Regions from separate parts of the Sus scrofa genome. Here all the other regions are linked to region 1. Evidence: chromatin contacts called from public targeted proximity ligation data. All regions are on one chromosome and are shown on one strand. The core of a region is the stretch at or near the end of the contact, and the rest is flanking DNA. Distances in the headings are between cores, read along the strand shown. Region 1 has its middle 16 kb from the start of PLXNC1. Region 2 overlaps TMCC3 (transmembrane and coiled-coil domains protein 3). Region 3 has its middle 33 kb from the start of MRPL42.

Region 1 (5,027 bases), core at 1,826-4,325:
CCTTGCAAGACTCAATCTTTTTACGTCCACATGCAAAGCCCTGAGCCGACTTCTCCTTAAGTCTCATTGACTAGAATGTGGTTATGCTCCCACTCTGGACCACCCGCTGGCAAAGAGGAAAGGAATGACTATGATTGGCGCCTGACTGGCTCCTGAGCCTGCGTCTGGGGGAGGAGCTTAGCTTCCTCAAGGTCATCCCGGATTCGAAGCTAAGGTTCCATTAGCGGGACAGAAGGAGGGAAGGGGAGGAGATGGGTGTCAGGTAGGTAATGAATGCCGCTCCATTTGGTTCAGTGGGTTAGGAACCTGACTACTATCCATGAGGATGTGGGTTCGATCCCTTGCCCCACTCAGTGGGTTCAGGATCCCGGACATTGCTGTGAGCTGCAGTGTAGGTCACAGGTATGGCTTGGATCCCCTGTGGCTGTGGCTGTGGTGTAGACCTGCAGCTGCAGCTCTGATTTGACCCCTCGCCCGGGGAACTTCCATATGCTCCCTAAAAGCAAAACGCAAAAAAAAAAAAAAAAAAAAAAGAATGCTGCTTCAACACTGCAAGCTTTTCAGTTCTCCATTCCTGGAAGTCCCCACCTCCCCGTTCCTATAAGCTAAAGTCGTATTCATCCTTTGGGTTCTCACTCTAGCATCTTCTCTGACGTTTATTCACCAGAGAATGAATAAATGATTGTTTGGTTTCACCAACACACCCGGCTCCTGCCCCTATCTTTGCTCTCATAACACTTCATTGCATGGTGTTCCTATGGCCCTAGACTCCTTGGGGGCAATAGTTATATTCATCTTAGACTCTAATGTCTAGCATGATGCCTGGCTCATTGTAAGTGTGCAGTATGCGTGGAATAGATGTTGCATTAACAAATCCAAGGTAGAAAATAATCATGTTGGCACCGGCATTTTCAAGCATGAAGGCCCACTAAATATGCACAGTCAACAGCTATTCAGCTCAGCCACACCTATTTACGGCGGGTCTATTGTCTGCCAAGCACCAGAGGCAGCCCAAGAGAAGGATAACACAGGATCCGTGAACCCAAAGCGCATATGCACCGCAAAGATAACTAACAATACAAAATAGCATCTGATAAGTGTCTCATTAGAGCTCCAGGAGTGCGGTGGCAGCGGAGATAGAGCACACTGGGCCAGGGAGGGCACAGTAATTAAAATCCACAGGTAATCCCAAATCTTAATTTCATCAATGCTCGCACCCGAGGCCCATTCACGCCTTCTTAGGGATGTGGAAAAATGGCCAGATTTGAGTGTAATTTCCCCTCAGTGCCCTGCCTATCTATCGGAGCACCTGTGACCCACAGTAAAAGAACCACACGGTAAATAGCCAAAGAGGCAACGAGGAAGAAAGGCAGACCTTGTTCATTCACAGCTCAGATAGTCAGCTCTTGAATAGCTGAAAGCTCGCACAGTTTTAACCCGCGATTTGAAGATCAAATGAGGCCGTGTGTCACAACTGTACCTCACGTGAGGTTTTTGTTAAGGTGTGTTATTGGAAAAGAAGTAACTAAAACCAAGTCAAAGGCATGGGGAATGCACTAAATGCTTCCTTTTACAGGCCCCTCGCTGCAGGGAAGCTGTGTTTTTGCAATGGGACAAAATGCTGAAATCACCTAAGGCAACGAGGGCAATACTGAGAGTCTCCTGAAGGATTTTAACATTCGTGTGGGGATTGGGGGTAGAGAGCAAGCACATGGACTGTGACAAGCTAGCAAAGTCTGTTGACTCTTCTTCAAATATTTTCAAATGAAAAACTTTTTTAAAAAAATTGAAGAAAAATACATACAACTGCAAAGGAAGCCAACTATGTTGAAATACAGTTACAAAATAATAAAATCATGACATGGTAAAACATACGATTTTTTTTTCTTTTTCTTTCTTTTTTCCTTTTCTTTTTCTTTTTTTTTATGGTATATGGAAATTCCCAAGCTAGAGGTCCAATCGGAGCGGTACCTCTACCTACACCACAGCCACAGCAATGCGGGATGTGAGCTGTGTCTTTGACCTACACCACAGCTCACAGCAATGCCGGATCCAGAACCCACTGAGTGAGGCCAGGGATCCGACCTGGGTCCTTCTGGATACTAGTTGGGTTTATTACCGATGGCTGAGCCACAATGGGAACTCCCACATGTGTGTTTTTTTTTTTTTTTCCCACATGTGGTTTTTAAATAACATTATAAATAACAAGACTGAGCAGCACCGCTAAGGTTTAATTGTGATGTGAAGTAAGGCTAAGCATGAATCAAGGCATCAGCGACAATTGTCGAGGGATGTGAAAAGATCTGCCATGTCTCTTGTTGACAAAGTCACAGGTGCTACTGTTACTATTCTCATTCGTTGCCCACATTCATAAGAGAAGAAAATGCTAAATTTCAATTTGAGAAAATAAAGATATCATTTTGTTTTACCATCCAAGTTCACAGGCCCCCAGTTAAAAGCTGCTGTTCTGAGGTCCCTCAGCCACATGGTGACCAAGTTGAGAACCAGAGTCAGCGTGTGTTTGCCTGCTGTTGACGGACACAGGTCTAGGATGGCATTTCCCTCGTCAGCTAATGAAATTACAGTTTCTATTCTGCTCCTTAAAAAGTGAGGTTCTTAGAGAGATTCAACAACAAGGAGAAAGGACCCTTTGAGGACGCTCGTTGGAAAAGATCTTTATTCAGTGCACTGCCATTGACTTTCCTTGGAATGTGGCTCACTAACACTGCTCTTGTATTTTCTGCTGATGTAGTAGCTGCTGGATGCTTTACAGCCTCTTGCGGTATTCTTGCCTCATCGGATGTGGACATCGCAGATATAGGCAATGGTTCAGGAAGCAGAAATTCATGCTCTCAGCCTAGAGAAGCAGTTAGATTGCTCACTGCATGAAGTCACTCTTTGAAAATGGATAAGGGACAAGGCCACAGCCCTCTGAAAGGGGAATTTGGTGCCCATTAAAATGCAAATGAGAAACTTATAATTTTTCTTTTCCTTTTTTTTTAACAAATACAAAATTGTGATCATAACTGACCAGACCAGTTGGCCAGGGGCTGGAGCCCAGTTCCCCTTTCTTGTTTATTTTAAGTCCTTACCTAAACGAGAAAAGAAGGAAGGAGGGCAAAGGGAAGTGTCCTAACACTGTTGGGAAGGGTGGATCGCTATTTTATCTTTGCAAAAATGAAGTTTCTTCTCTACTTATTTAGAACTAAGCACGCGAGGTACCAATTCTCCTTCAACAATTACCGTGTCATTTAGAGGGTATGTCTTCACAGATTAGTTTCCACGCCTATAAATTGTTTTTAAAAAGGTAAAAATCTGTTTGATGGTAAATCAATATCTAAACAACAGGTAATGGGAGTTCCTTAGTGGCTCAGTGGGTTAAGGAACCGATGTTATTGCCGCTGTGGCTCAGGTCACTGCTGCAGCATGGGTTCAATCCCTGACCCAGGAACTTCCACATGCCATGGGCACGGCCAAAAATGAATAAATAAATAAATATAAATAAATAAATCCATTCTCAAAAGAATCAGATTTATGAGGACAACAAATTCCAAAATACAGAGTTGTTAGAGTGTCACATTGAAAAGGCTTTGACCAATGACACACATTATTTAAAAAACAAAAAGGTAGCCTAAAGAACATATCTGCTGAGTAGCTGTCTACTTGAATGTAGTTCATATTTTTCCCAGTCAGCAGCCACGAATGAGTCACTTCTTCATTTGTATTGGTATTGCAATTACAAGATAAACAGAGCATAAATCCTATCCTAGTATAGCTATTTGGGTGCATTTCTTTCTTTCGAATTTTGAATGTCTGGATTTGGTCTCGGCACCTCGAGGGTCTTGCTGGACAATTATTAGTTTCTCAATGAACATTTACTGAATTGAATGTAATTAAAGGGAGGAGAGAGTGAATGATGTGTCTGTAAAACCTGATCAGCAGTGTCAAAAGATCTTCCACCACCAATAACTTGAGGAATGGAATTTAAAAAGGGTCTAAATGGACAGCGAACAAGTCAGAAATGGACAAAGTGCACCTGCCAAGAACCTGACAATGCTTGGTATGCCATTGTTGAATAAATTACCAATTTTAATATTAATAGTGACTGTAATTCCACTGCCCAGTGTAGCTTCCTCCTCTATAACATGGAGACATGGACAGCATCTCCGCCATGGGCTGTTACGTGGGTTACACGTGTGAATGCACACAACACACTGAGAGGAGCATCTGCGTATAGTAAGTATTGGTTCTTGCACGAGCCAGGAATGGTTCTCAGCGCCTCTCATGCGTTGCTACTAGAAACTACGAAGGAGCCAGGATGAAGAAACACCTGAAAAACTGGGGCGGGGGGGGGGGGAGAAGGGCAGAAACTCCTACCCTAGAGGTTTTCAGTTCACAGCCTCTGTATTACTGTCCTTGCTGCCTGGAACAAGTGTCGCCAACTCATCCCGTGGCAGACGCCTCCTTAGACTTCCAGGTCACGGCCTCTGCTCAGACGTGCCTTCTCTCACTCACAGACTAGAGCAGCCTCCCTCATATCACCCCTCTTTCCCTTTAGAGCATTGGATATGGTGTGTAATTGCACGCGTCATTCTCTTTTGACCCATCTATGGGTGTCTCCACCACGAGACTGTGCATTCCCTGAGTGCTGGAATTGGTTACGTCACCCATTATCCTCAGCTCCTAGAAGAATGCTCAGCATAGACTAGACGCTCGGTGAGTGAATGAATGTATCCGCGTACCCCTTGGGTGCAAATGGAATAAATGAATGTATCAGGGTTCTGGCTGCTGGAGGTTGCGGCCAGCATGGCATGCATTTGGTCTACAAGATACTTGCCTCTCAAAAGCAAGCCAGCACTTAGAAGAGTGACCCTGCACACACACACACACACATACACACACACACCCCAAATTGTAATCTAACACCGTGTCCTCTTAACAGCTTCTCTCAGGAGCCTCTAGGATTTGTGAGTCCCACCTCCAGAGAATTTTCGACCAGCCCTCCATCACCATATACTTCCTCATTT
Region 2 (5,027 bases), core at 1,692-4,191, 560 kb before region 1:
TGGCTCAGATCTGGTGTTGCTGTGGCTGTGGTGTAGGCCTGCAGCTGTAATTCCAATTTGATCCCTAGCCTGGGAACCTTCATATGCTGTGGGTGCAGCCCTAAAAAGCAAAAAAAAAAAAAAAAAAAAAAAAAGCAAAAAAACCAACATAGGTAAACTCCAAACTAGGGCCAGAAACATAAGACACACAAATTGCCCCGAGTTTGTTCCTGCCAGGAGTCTAAACAAGATACTGCAGGTATCTTTTGGAATGTATTTGTCCCATCCCAAACGGTCAAACCATTTCTCTCATTTTTACTGATATGCAGAAAAGGAGATTTATATCCATTGTTACTTATCTGAAAATTTTAAGGAAATTCTTTGCTTCTGATGTCTTATGTTGCATCAAAAGCCCAGCAGGGCCGGGGCTGTGCTCTGCAGTCAGACGCATTAGTGTAACTGCAGCCCGGCTTCCTATTTATTCACATTAGATGGAGGAAGCAAAGGCTAGAGGTACAGGTCACTTTGGGTCAGATTCTTGTTAACAAATGATTTGCCCACACTTAGGGAAAAACCGTCATTTTTCAGGCCTTTCTGGGCTTCAGGATCGCAGATAAGAAACAGGGGACCTGTAATTTCCTCCCTCTTTGCTCCGGCGGAGGCTGAACTTGTGGACCCGCCACCTGCTGCTGGATAGAGACCTGTCCTTTGTTAAAAGCAAAATAAGCTTTGTTTCCAAGGAGGGGGTCTGCCTCCCTGCCCTTCAGGGGCTGCGTGCCACCCTTCCCGTGAGTGTCCCCTTGCTAACTGTCAGGTGAGTCCCACGTGTGACCACCGTTCTCAGGGCAGGCGGATCCCCGGGCAGCCAGTTCCTCTGATCTCTGCTGAGCGGATCTCTCTCCTCTGTTGTCTCTTAAGGACCGTCGCACCTCTCACTCCCCAGCAGGCTGCTTTTCCCGATGCCACACACTCTCTAAGCCTTTGTTCCGTGGTTCCGGGAGCCTTCACCATGGCAACCATGTTGGCTCGTTTCCGTCCATTCCCAGGTGGTCTGGGAGGCTTTGCCCACATGATGCCACACTGAAAAAAAAAAAAAAAATGCAGTCTGGCCCACGAGTTTGCTTTCTCAATTTAATTGCTATTTTGGCTTGCGACACGGTCCGCAGGATCTTTCTGCAGAGGGGTGGGTTTCACCAGGCCTGGTGACCGGGCTGCTGTCTCTCACCCTCCCTCAATGTGAGACACACACACACTTCTCACACCCACGGTGACGCCTCACAGTTTCCAAAGCCGTTCTGAGATTAGGACAGGCCAAAGCCAGATGGTTAGACAAACTCTCATTCCTGCTCCCACTTGGATGCCTTGCAGCCTCTTCTGTTCTGTTTCGCAGTTGCTTTTCCAGTCTGTGGATCACATCCACCAGTGAGTGTCTTCGGAGACTCTTGTGTCTGGCTGTTGCTGCTGGTGGCTGGAGTTTGACAGCTGGGACCATCAGCTTCTTCCAGCACCTGATTCATCAGAGTGCGGTCCTCACGCCGCTCACGCCGCTCACGCCGGGGCCAAGAGTCTTCAGTCGTCGCAGTGACCTGACTTGCCAAGGCAACCACGTCTGCTGAGCTTTTAGGATTTGCAACTTGTTTCCCAGCTCGAGAATGCTTGCTGATGCTGTTTACTCTCATAGCCTCCCAGGCCTGCAGGGTGTATAAGTCTTTGAACTTTGCTGTGTAATTCACTTTTCTGCATGCGGGGCCTTGAAGGGGGGGCCCAGAGAACATGGACTTCAGGGGATCCGTGCACGTCTGGAAATTGTATGCACTGTGTTTTTGGAAATGGTTTTCATAAAAGAGGTATGAGCATTTTGTGAGGAGGGTTCTTAGCCTCACGTGCTAAAGAAGCAGGCTGGGAGTTCCCACCGTGGCTCAGCAGAAACGAATCTGACTAGCATCCGTGAGGACGCAGGTTTGATCCCTGGCCTCCCTCAGTGGGTTAAGGATCTGGTGCTGCTATGACCTGTGGTGTAGGTCGCAGACTCGGCTCGGATCTGGCATTGCTGCGGCTCTGGCATAGGCTGGCAGGTATAGCTCCAATTTCACCCCTAGCTGGAACCTCATATGCCATGGGTGCGACCCAAAAAAAAGACTAAATAAATAAATAAACAAAATAAAGCAGGGTGGCCCCAGGAAAAGAAGAATAATGCTAGATCTTACCCCACTCATTTATATGAGGATACAATGAGAAAGGGCATAAACATTCCGTGAAGTTAGCTCTCCTTGTCTGTGATCCTCAAAAGGTTAAAATGATGGAACTGGAGTTCCCGTTGGGGTGAAGTGGTTAACGAATCCGACTAGGAACCATGAGGTTGCGGGTTTGATCCCTGGCCTTGCTCAGTGGGTTAAGGATCCGGCATTGACGTGAGCTGTGGTGTAGGTCTCAGATGTGGCTCGGATCCTGAGTTGTTGTGGCTGTGGCGTAGGCCGGCGGCTACAGCTCCAATTGGACCCCTAGCCTGCAAACCTCCATATGCCGCGGGAAGCGGCCCTAGGAAAAAAAAATAAATAAATAAAAAATGAAAAAACGATGGGACTGCTTTCTATCCCTTAGAACTGGGTAGCAGATGTATCATCAGTAGTGACATTATTAACATTCTTAGAGCCCTTTGTGCTGTCCCCTGAACCCGCGAGTCTGCCTCCCGTGCCCTTCCTGCATCCTCTTGGACGGGAGGGACTGCGGGTCCCCCCTGCAGATGAGGACAGGGAGGCTCCCGGCAGACAAGAGCCCCCGCTGCTGAGGCTCAGAGGAGTGGCTTCGGCTTGCATTCTGGTGACCGGACAGATCATAAGACAGTCACCGTGTACAGAGTGTGACGCGTGTCTTGCCCCTTGAATTCCTGGAAGTTAGGGCCGTCAGAGGGTCAAGGGAGACTTCCTAGAATAAATGACGCTTAATCTGAGCCCTGAGACACGGGCAGGAATAGGCCAGGCGGGGCGTGGGCATTGTGTGTGGAGACAGCAGCGTGTGCCAGTTCCTAGAGGCAGGGGGATGCCTCTTGGCAAGAGGGGGTGGAGATAAAGCAAAAGAGCAGTTTCCTGGACACCCCCCCAAAAAACCCCAGATGGATGTCAGAAAAAAAAAGGAAGAGAATAGAGCAGAGAATCATCTTTGGATTTGTAGACACCCCTACAAACCACGCTGCTGTTTAAAATAATTCCCAGGAGCGTTCATGACGCGGGGATGCGGTGGGTGTGCTGCGGCAGGAGGCGCGTGTGTGAAATTGCCTGGATGCCGTGAAGATGAATCTACCGAGGATGGAGACCTAGAAGGTTCGTGGAAGAAGGAAAGGAGCTCTTGGGTTGAGGTGGTGCATTTGGAAAACGCGTTCTAATGGGGTCGAGGCCCCGGCGCTCATTCCACTGGGCCTCCAGCCTCTTGGTTCTGATTCATTTCATGCTTGCGGGCTGTGTTCCAGGCCCTGGGCTGGAGCACGTCTCAGGCACGTCTGTGTGTCCATCCCTGACTGGGTCAGCGTTCAGAGAGCTCGGCCCTTGGCCCCAGAGCCCCACAAGAATCTCTGTGTTCTCACTTGCCCTTGGGACTCCTGTGATTCAAATTCCCTTTTTGTTCACTTGAGGAAAAAGAAAAGGCAGTTCCAGTTAGTGAAAAAGACTCCTTCCACCATCTCGATGGCATGAAGCAGGGAAATTAAGGAGCCACAGGGGCGACAGCTGAAATAACTGGGTATCAGGCAGACGTGTCCATTTGACCTAGCTTATTACTGTTTGGAGTCTGGTGCTTCTGGAAAATTGCCTGGTTCCTTCTAAGTTTTCCACAGGGATCAAAGGCTTTGTGTGCTTGGAATGTGTTGTCATGCAGTTAGTCGGAAGCTTTCGCTTTCATGCAGGTCAATGAGAAAAAAGCAGTGTGCGGCCGTGACATGGGGCATCAACACAGCCTTTGTTCCTTGGTCCTCTTGATATGTATTCTGAGTGTCTGTCCCTTCTGTAGGCAGCCTCAGGACAAGGGACAGGTAAAAACTGTGCTTAAAATATGGTATTTGCTTTAAAATGCTCCCAGCACACACAAACACGCACACTATGTATGGGAGAATATGAAATCAGAAAGGTGAGGGTATATGGGTTTCTTTATATTCTTCTCTTCACCTTACTTATGTTTGGCATTTTTCACAAGAAAAAAACTTAAGGAGTTCCCACTGTGGCTCTGTGGGTTAAGAACCCAACATAGTGTCTGTGAGGATACGGGTTCAATTTCTGCCCTTGCTCAGTGGGTTAAAGGTCTGGCATTGCCACAAGCTACAGATCGCAGATGTGTCTCGGATCTGGCTGCGGTGTAGGCCTGCAGCTGCAGCTCCCATTCAGCCCCTAGCCTGGGAACCCATGTGCTGCTGGTAGAGCCAAAAAAAAAAAAAAGAAAGAAAAATCTTAAATAGCATTTAAAAGACTGGTAACAGGGAGTTCCCTTGTGGCACAGTCGTTTAAGGATCCAGTGTTGTCGCTACAGCAGCTCAGGTTACTGCTATGGTGCAGGTTCTGTACCTGGCCTGGGAACCTCCCCATGTCGCAGGTGTAGCCAAAAGTGAAAAATAGAAGACTGGAACAAATGTGAAAAGCCCTACATGACAGTACACTTTCTGATATTTTTGGGGATAGCCAACCCCGGATGCCACGACCCTCCTTGGACCCTAGAGTTCAGGGAGTGGCTGCGGATGGGGTAGGGGAAGCAGAGGGGCCCAGAGGTGGCAGCTGTCCCTGGAATAGACATTAGAATAGATAAAATGTCTTGGGAGTTCCTGTCGTGGCACAGCGGAAATGAGTCCAACTGGGAACCATGAGGTTTCGGGTTCGATCCCTGGCCTTACTCAGTAGGTTAAGGATCCAGCGTTGCTGTGAGCTGTGGTGTAGGTTGAAGACACAGCTCGGATCTGGTGTTGCTGTGGCTATGGTGTAGGCTGGCGGCTACAGGTCGGATTAGACCTGTAGCCTGGGAACCTCCATGTGCCACAGGTGCGGCCCTAAAACAACAAATAGACCAAA
Region 3 (5,027 bases), core at 1,823-4,322, 560 kb after region 1:
AGTGATATTGAGCCAGTCTGAAGGCTTTGCAGCTTCCAGTCTTGTATCCTTGAAACCCTGAGGCCACGTGAACAAGCCAGGCTTGGGGTGCAGCATAATGAGAAACACATAGTTCCTCTTTTTGTCCCAACTGATGGTCATTCAATCACTGGATATATGGATGATGCCATCTGAGACTAGCCAGCCTCATTAACCCAATTAATGACCTCAGATACATGAGCCTAGCCTAGATCAGAAGAATATCCAGAACTGTGAACTATATAAGGGGTTGTTGTTTTAAGTCAATGAGTTTTGAAGTGATTTGTAAATTAGCAATGGATAACAGCTATTCAAGGATTCATTCAAAGTTCTCAATGTATACATCTAAGGATAACCTGACCCCCTTGCTGTACAGTGGGAAAATAAAAAAAAATAAATAAACAAAGTTCTAAGACCGACCAAGTAGTTTTAAACACTTGTCAACAAGTCTTTATATCCTTAAAAGAAACTGGAAGTGAAGGCTGAAGCTGACATCTAAGAAATAATTTACTTTTCCCTGGAAATATTCATCAACAAATAAGGTGAAGTGTCTCTAAATAGATAACCAGAATGAGAGAGGAAATGATCTAATGCTTTAATGGTAAATGTATGTTTCAGGGGCATAGCTAGTGGGATGCTAGATTGGGGTCACATCAACCTGTGAAATCCAGTTATTAAATGTTCAGAATTCTATAAGCCAGTTGTTAAACCATTAGTAGATTAAGTCAACCATCATGAGAGCATTTACACCATGGAAATCGGCAATCACCACCAAGCAGTGCCAGTGGCTAAAATTTTACTAGTGTACCACAGGGCACATCTGCTACTGAAGGCAAATTTCATCTGCATGTACACACACACACACACACACCAAAACATCCTTAAGTTGAAAGAAGACATTGGTTGGTTCTGTCAATTGGTCTTATTGAATCTCAATCCCCACATCTGTAAAATCAAACTCTGTGCCCAATAATTATCTTTAAGGTTCCTTTTAGGTCTGCTAGTCAATCCTCTATGATCCTACTGAGGGTAATTACACATGGATGGCAATGACAGAAAAGGCCAATGGGGTCAATTCAAATAACCACACTGACCATGCTACTGACAAACTAAAGTAGTGGTATAAGGAGTTCCTGTTGTGGCTCAGTGGGTTACAAGCCCAACTAGTATCCATGAAAATGCAGGTTCGATCCCTGGTCCCGCTCAGTGGGTTAAGAATATGTTGTTGCCTTGAGCTGTGATGTAGGTCGCAGATGCTGCTCGGATCCTGCATTGCTGCAGCTGTGTCTGTGGCAGAGACTGGAAGCTGCAGCTCTGATTTGATTCCTAGCCTGGAAACTTCCATATGTCATCGGTGCAGTCCTAAAAAGCAAAAAAAAAATAAAAAATAAAAAAAAATAAAGCACTAGGCCTAGATGATTCACTAGTAGATTCTACCAAACAGTTAAGGAAGAAATAATATCAATTCTCCACAATCCCTTTCAGAGGAGAGAGCAGAAGGAACACTCCTAATTCGATGTGCCAGCATTACCAATGCCAGTATTAATATCAAAACCGGACAAAAACACTACAAGAAGAGAAAACTACAGGCCTCATGGATTCTTAGCTGGGTTCTTAGCCCACTGAGCCACAAAGCGAACTCCAACAACAGTGTTCCTTCTAACAGGGAACAAAGAGAAACAATGACTATGTCCAATAACAGGGAGTTAATTATGACAATTCAGATTACAAAATTATATGCATCTACTAAATAAGTGTTATTTACTGATATGGCAAAAAAAACTCCATATTAAGTGAAAAAGTTATAAAACAACATGCGCTGGAGTTCCCTGGTAGCCTGGCTGGTTAAGGATCCAGGGTTGCTACTGCTTTGGCTCAGGTCACTTTTGTAGTGCGGGTTCAACCTCTGGCCCAGGAACTTCTGTATGGCATGGCCAAAAGAAAAGAAATAAGCAAAACAACAGGCATGACAAATACAATTCTTACTTTGTTTCTTCTTTTTGGTCACACCTGCTGTATGCAGAAGTTCCTGGGAAAGGGATTGAACTGGATCTACAGCAGGGACAACACTTGATCCTTAACCTCCTATGCCAGCAGGGAACTCCCCAATTTTTATTTTTGAAATATATTTATGCAGCAAAATAACAGAGAAGAAGGGTAGTTAAAATGTTAGGTCTATCTTTAGGCAGGACAATTAGAAGTAATTTTATTTTCTATTTATTTAATCTCTAATTTAAAAAAATAATGATGCATCACATTCATAGTTAAAAAGTGATGCCATTAGAAAAACTAAGAAGTTCAGTAGATACTAGTTAAGTAGATATTATGCTCCTTAAGGGCCCATTTTTTGTTACTGGCCTGGCAAAAGGCATGCCGCCTCTTCAACTGTAGTAGGGGTTCAATAAATGCTTAATGATGAGATCAACAGAATGAATAATGGCCTCACTTAATTTCACTACCATCATTTACTAGTCATTCTTACCTAAAGAATATCCAAATACTGGAGTTCCGTTGTGGCTCAGTGGTAACGAACCCAACTAGTAGCCAGGAGGATTCGGGTTTGATCCCTGGCCTGCCTCAGTGGGTTAAGGAGTAGTTAAGTGCCATGAGTCGTGGTGTAGGTTGCAGACACCGCTCAGATCCCATGTGGCCCTAAAAAGACAGACAGACAGACTCACACACACAAAGGATATTCAAATACTGTCTGCTAAATTAAGCACATTAAAAGTCACCATCTTGGGCTGAGGGATGTTCAAAATGAACCCTTTGTGAGAGTGCCCTCTGGTGGTTTTGCCCACAATGCTTTTTATCAATTTCAGGAGTGTTAACCCACCTCACCAAGGGAAGGAAATATGAGAATAAGAACTGGGTAGTAAGATTTCCATGAAGCTAAATTTATTCCATGTTAAGAACCATCACACTTTACGTACTTTTCAAACTTCTAGAAAGACAAACAAGTGGATCTTTCATAAAATGTTAGCGATGGTGGATAATAGATTAGTCCTCTGGGGTGGGAAATGAGAGAAGCAGAGAGGAAGCGGTGGTGATGAAATATGTACTTATTTAGCAACTCATGAAAACCAAAATTCCAGGAACTATATATACAGTGTTAACTGCAATGTACTATATTTCCAGCACAACAAAAACTAAATTAATTCTCCAAAGCACTAACATATGAATCTGTGTGGTTTGGCCATCTTAGAATTGAACAATTTCTATTTAGTAGATCTTTGTACTTAGAAGAAAATCTGTTCATTAATTTAGCTTTTACTCTTCCTTTTTGTGTGTGTCTTTTTTAGGGCCATACCTACAGCACATGGAGGTTCCCAGGCTAGGGGTCCAATTGGGGCTGTAGCAGCCGGCCTAAACCACAGTCACAGCAACGCAGGATCCGAGCCGTGTCTGCGACCTACACCACAGCTCACGGCAACGCCGGATCCTTAACCCACTGGAGCAAGGCCGGGGACCAAACCCGCAACGTTATGGTTCCTAGTTGGATTTGTTAACCACTGAGCCACGATGGGAACACTGATTCTTTCTATTTTTTTAAATAAATTTTTTCTTTTTGGCCTCGCCCAGCAGCAGAAGTTCCTGAAGCAGGGACTGAATCCACACCACAGCAGTAACAATGGCACATCCTTAACCTGCTATGCCACCAGAGAACTCTATTTCCTACTTTTTATAACATGGCTTACCTCAATCTTTGTAAAAATTTGTGGATGTAAATCAATCTGAAAAAAAAATATCCATTTTCAAACATAGCTGGTTAATATTTCTGATTAACAAATGCTTGGCTTTTTTTTTAGGGCCACACCTGCAGCACATGGAAATACCCAGGCTAGGAGTTGAAGTGGAGCTGCAGCTGCCAGCCTACGCCACAGCCACAGCCACACAGGATCCGAGGCGTGTCTGCAACCTACACTACAGCTCACGGCAACAACGGATCCTTAACCCACTGAGCCACTAAAGAACTCCCTCAAATACTTTTTTGTGTGGTGTTTTGGATCTTTTTTTTTTTTTTTTTTTTTTTTTTTTTTTCTGGCCACACATGCAGCATGCAGAAGTTCCTGGGCCAGAGATCAAACCCAAAACAGTTAACCCAAGCTGCGGCAGTGAAAACACTGAGTCCTTAACTGCTAGGCCACCAGTGAACTCCTGATTATCAAATTCTATGGACTTGTTTTTCCTTTGATCTTTCCCAACAAATTAATAAGTTATTAAAGAAAAAAGTATAAACCACTTAAAAACACTTTCTTTCAGTAACAGAGGGCAGCCATTGTTAACATTCCTCTTACTCTTTCCTATTCACTATTTCTTTCATTTTACTGATCACCTGAACCTTCGGCTAGCGTTCCTTTATTAAAAGAACAAGATTAAGCATAGACTTTGAATGTGCAATCATTTTTCAAGTCAAATTTTAAAACATCGCAAATACCGTACAAGTATGTAAAGCAGCTTTTCACTTTCTTAAAAGACTCCTCAACTCCTAAATATTAGAAATCACAGAGACAGCAATGCTTTTACGGGTCAAACATAAGCTGGTAATGATAATCAACAGAACAGACTATTAACATTCTTGTAAGACTAGTTTAGTAGTATTAATGTCTTAATCACAGAGATTCATGTGTTCTAAAGCTAGCATAATTTTTGAGACAGGAAAAAAAAATCTCGAAGTGAATAATACAATATTCTTTCTAGGAAAGTACATTCTTGGGTGAAAGAAAACACTACATGTCATAGCGATATGTCATAGACAAGCTCTGGAGCCTGACAGTTCAGATCCTGGCTCTTTCACCTGCTATGTAAGTAGGGCTCAAGTCACTTAGCCTTAACTGTAAAATGGGGATGACTGCTTTCTTCAAAGGATTATTGACAGAATTTAATAATAATGTATATAAAGGAGCTGGTAGAGAATAGAAACTGATTAAAATGTAACTATTTCCCAGATCCACAAAAAAAGGAAACATTATAACATCTCTTTTCTGTGTGGACCTCATGAGTTTCTTTTC

Evidence for each region.
Region 2: a contact with region 1 is called in a targeted proximity ligation map of alveolar macrophages. A contact is called at or near these places in 3 of 47 Hi-C or Micro-C datasets (embryonic fibroblasts, fetal skeletal muscle and subcutaneous adipose tissue) and 1 of 2 datasets of targeted methods (alveolar macrophages).
Region 3: a contact with region 1 is called in a targeted proximity ligation map of alveolar macrophages. A contact is called at or near these places in 7 of 47 Hi-C or Micro-C datasets (brain, liver, omental adipose tissue and 2 more) and 2 of 2 datasets of targeted methods (alveolar macrophages and skeletal muscle).

The regions. Positions count from the first base shown.
Region 1 is chr5:89,069,491-89,074,517 of Sscrofa11.1, forward strand. No RefSeq gene overlaps it. Among named protein-coding and RNA genes, the nearest start is that of PLXNC1, 16 kb to the left of the region's middle.
Region 2 is chr5:88,505,565-88,510,591 of Sscrofa11.1, forward strand. All of the region lies in intron 1 of TMCC3 (transmembrane and coiled-coil domains protein 3), which reads left to right. Among named protein-coding and RNA genes, the nearest start is that of TMCC3, 99 kb to the left of the region's middle.
Region 3 is chr5:89,626,094-89,631,120 of Sscrofa11.1, forward strand. No RefSeq gene overlaps it. Among named protein-coding and RNA genes, the nearest start is that of MRPL42, 33 kb to the right of the region's middle.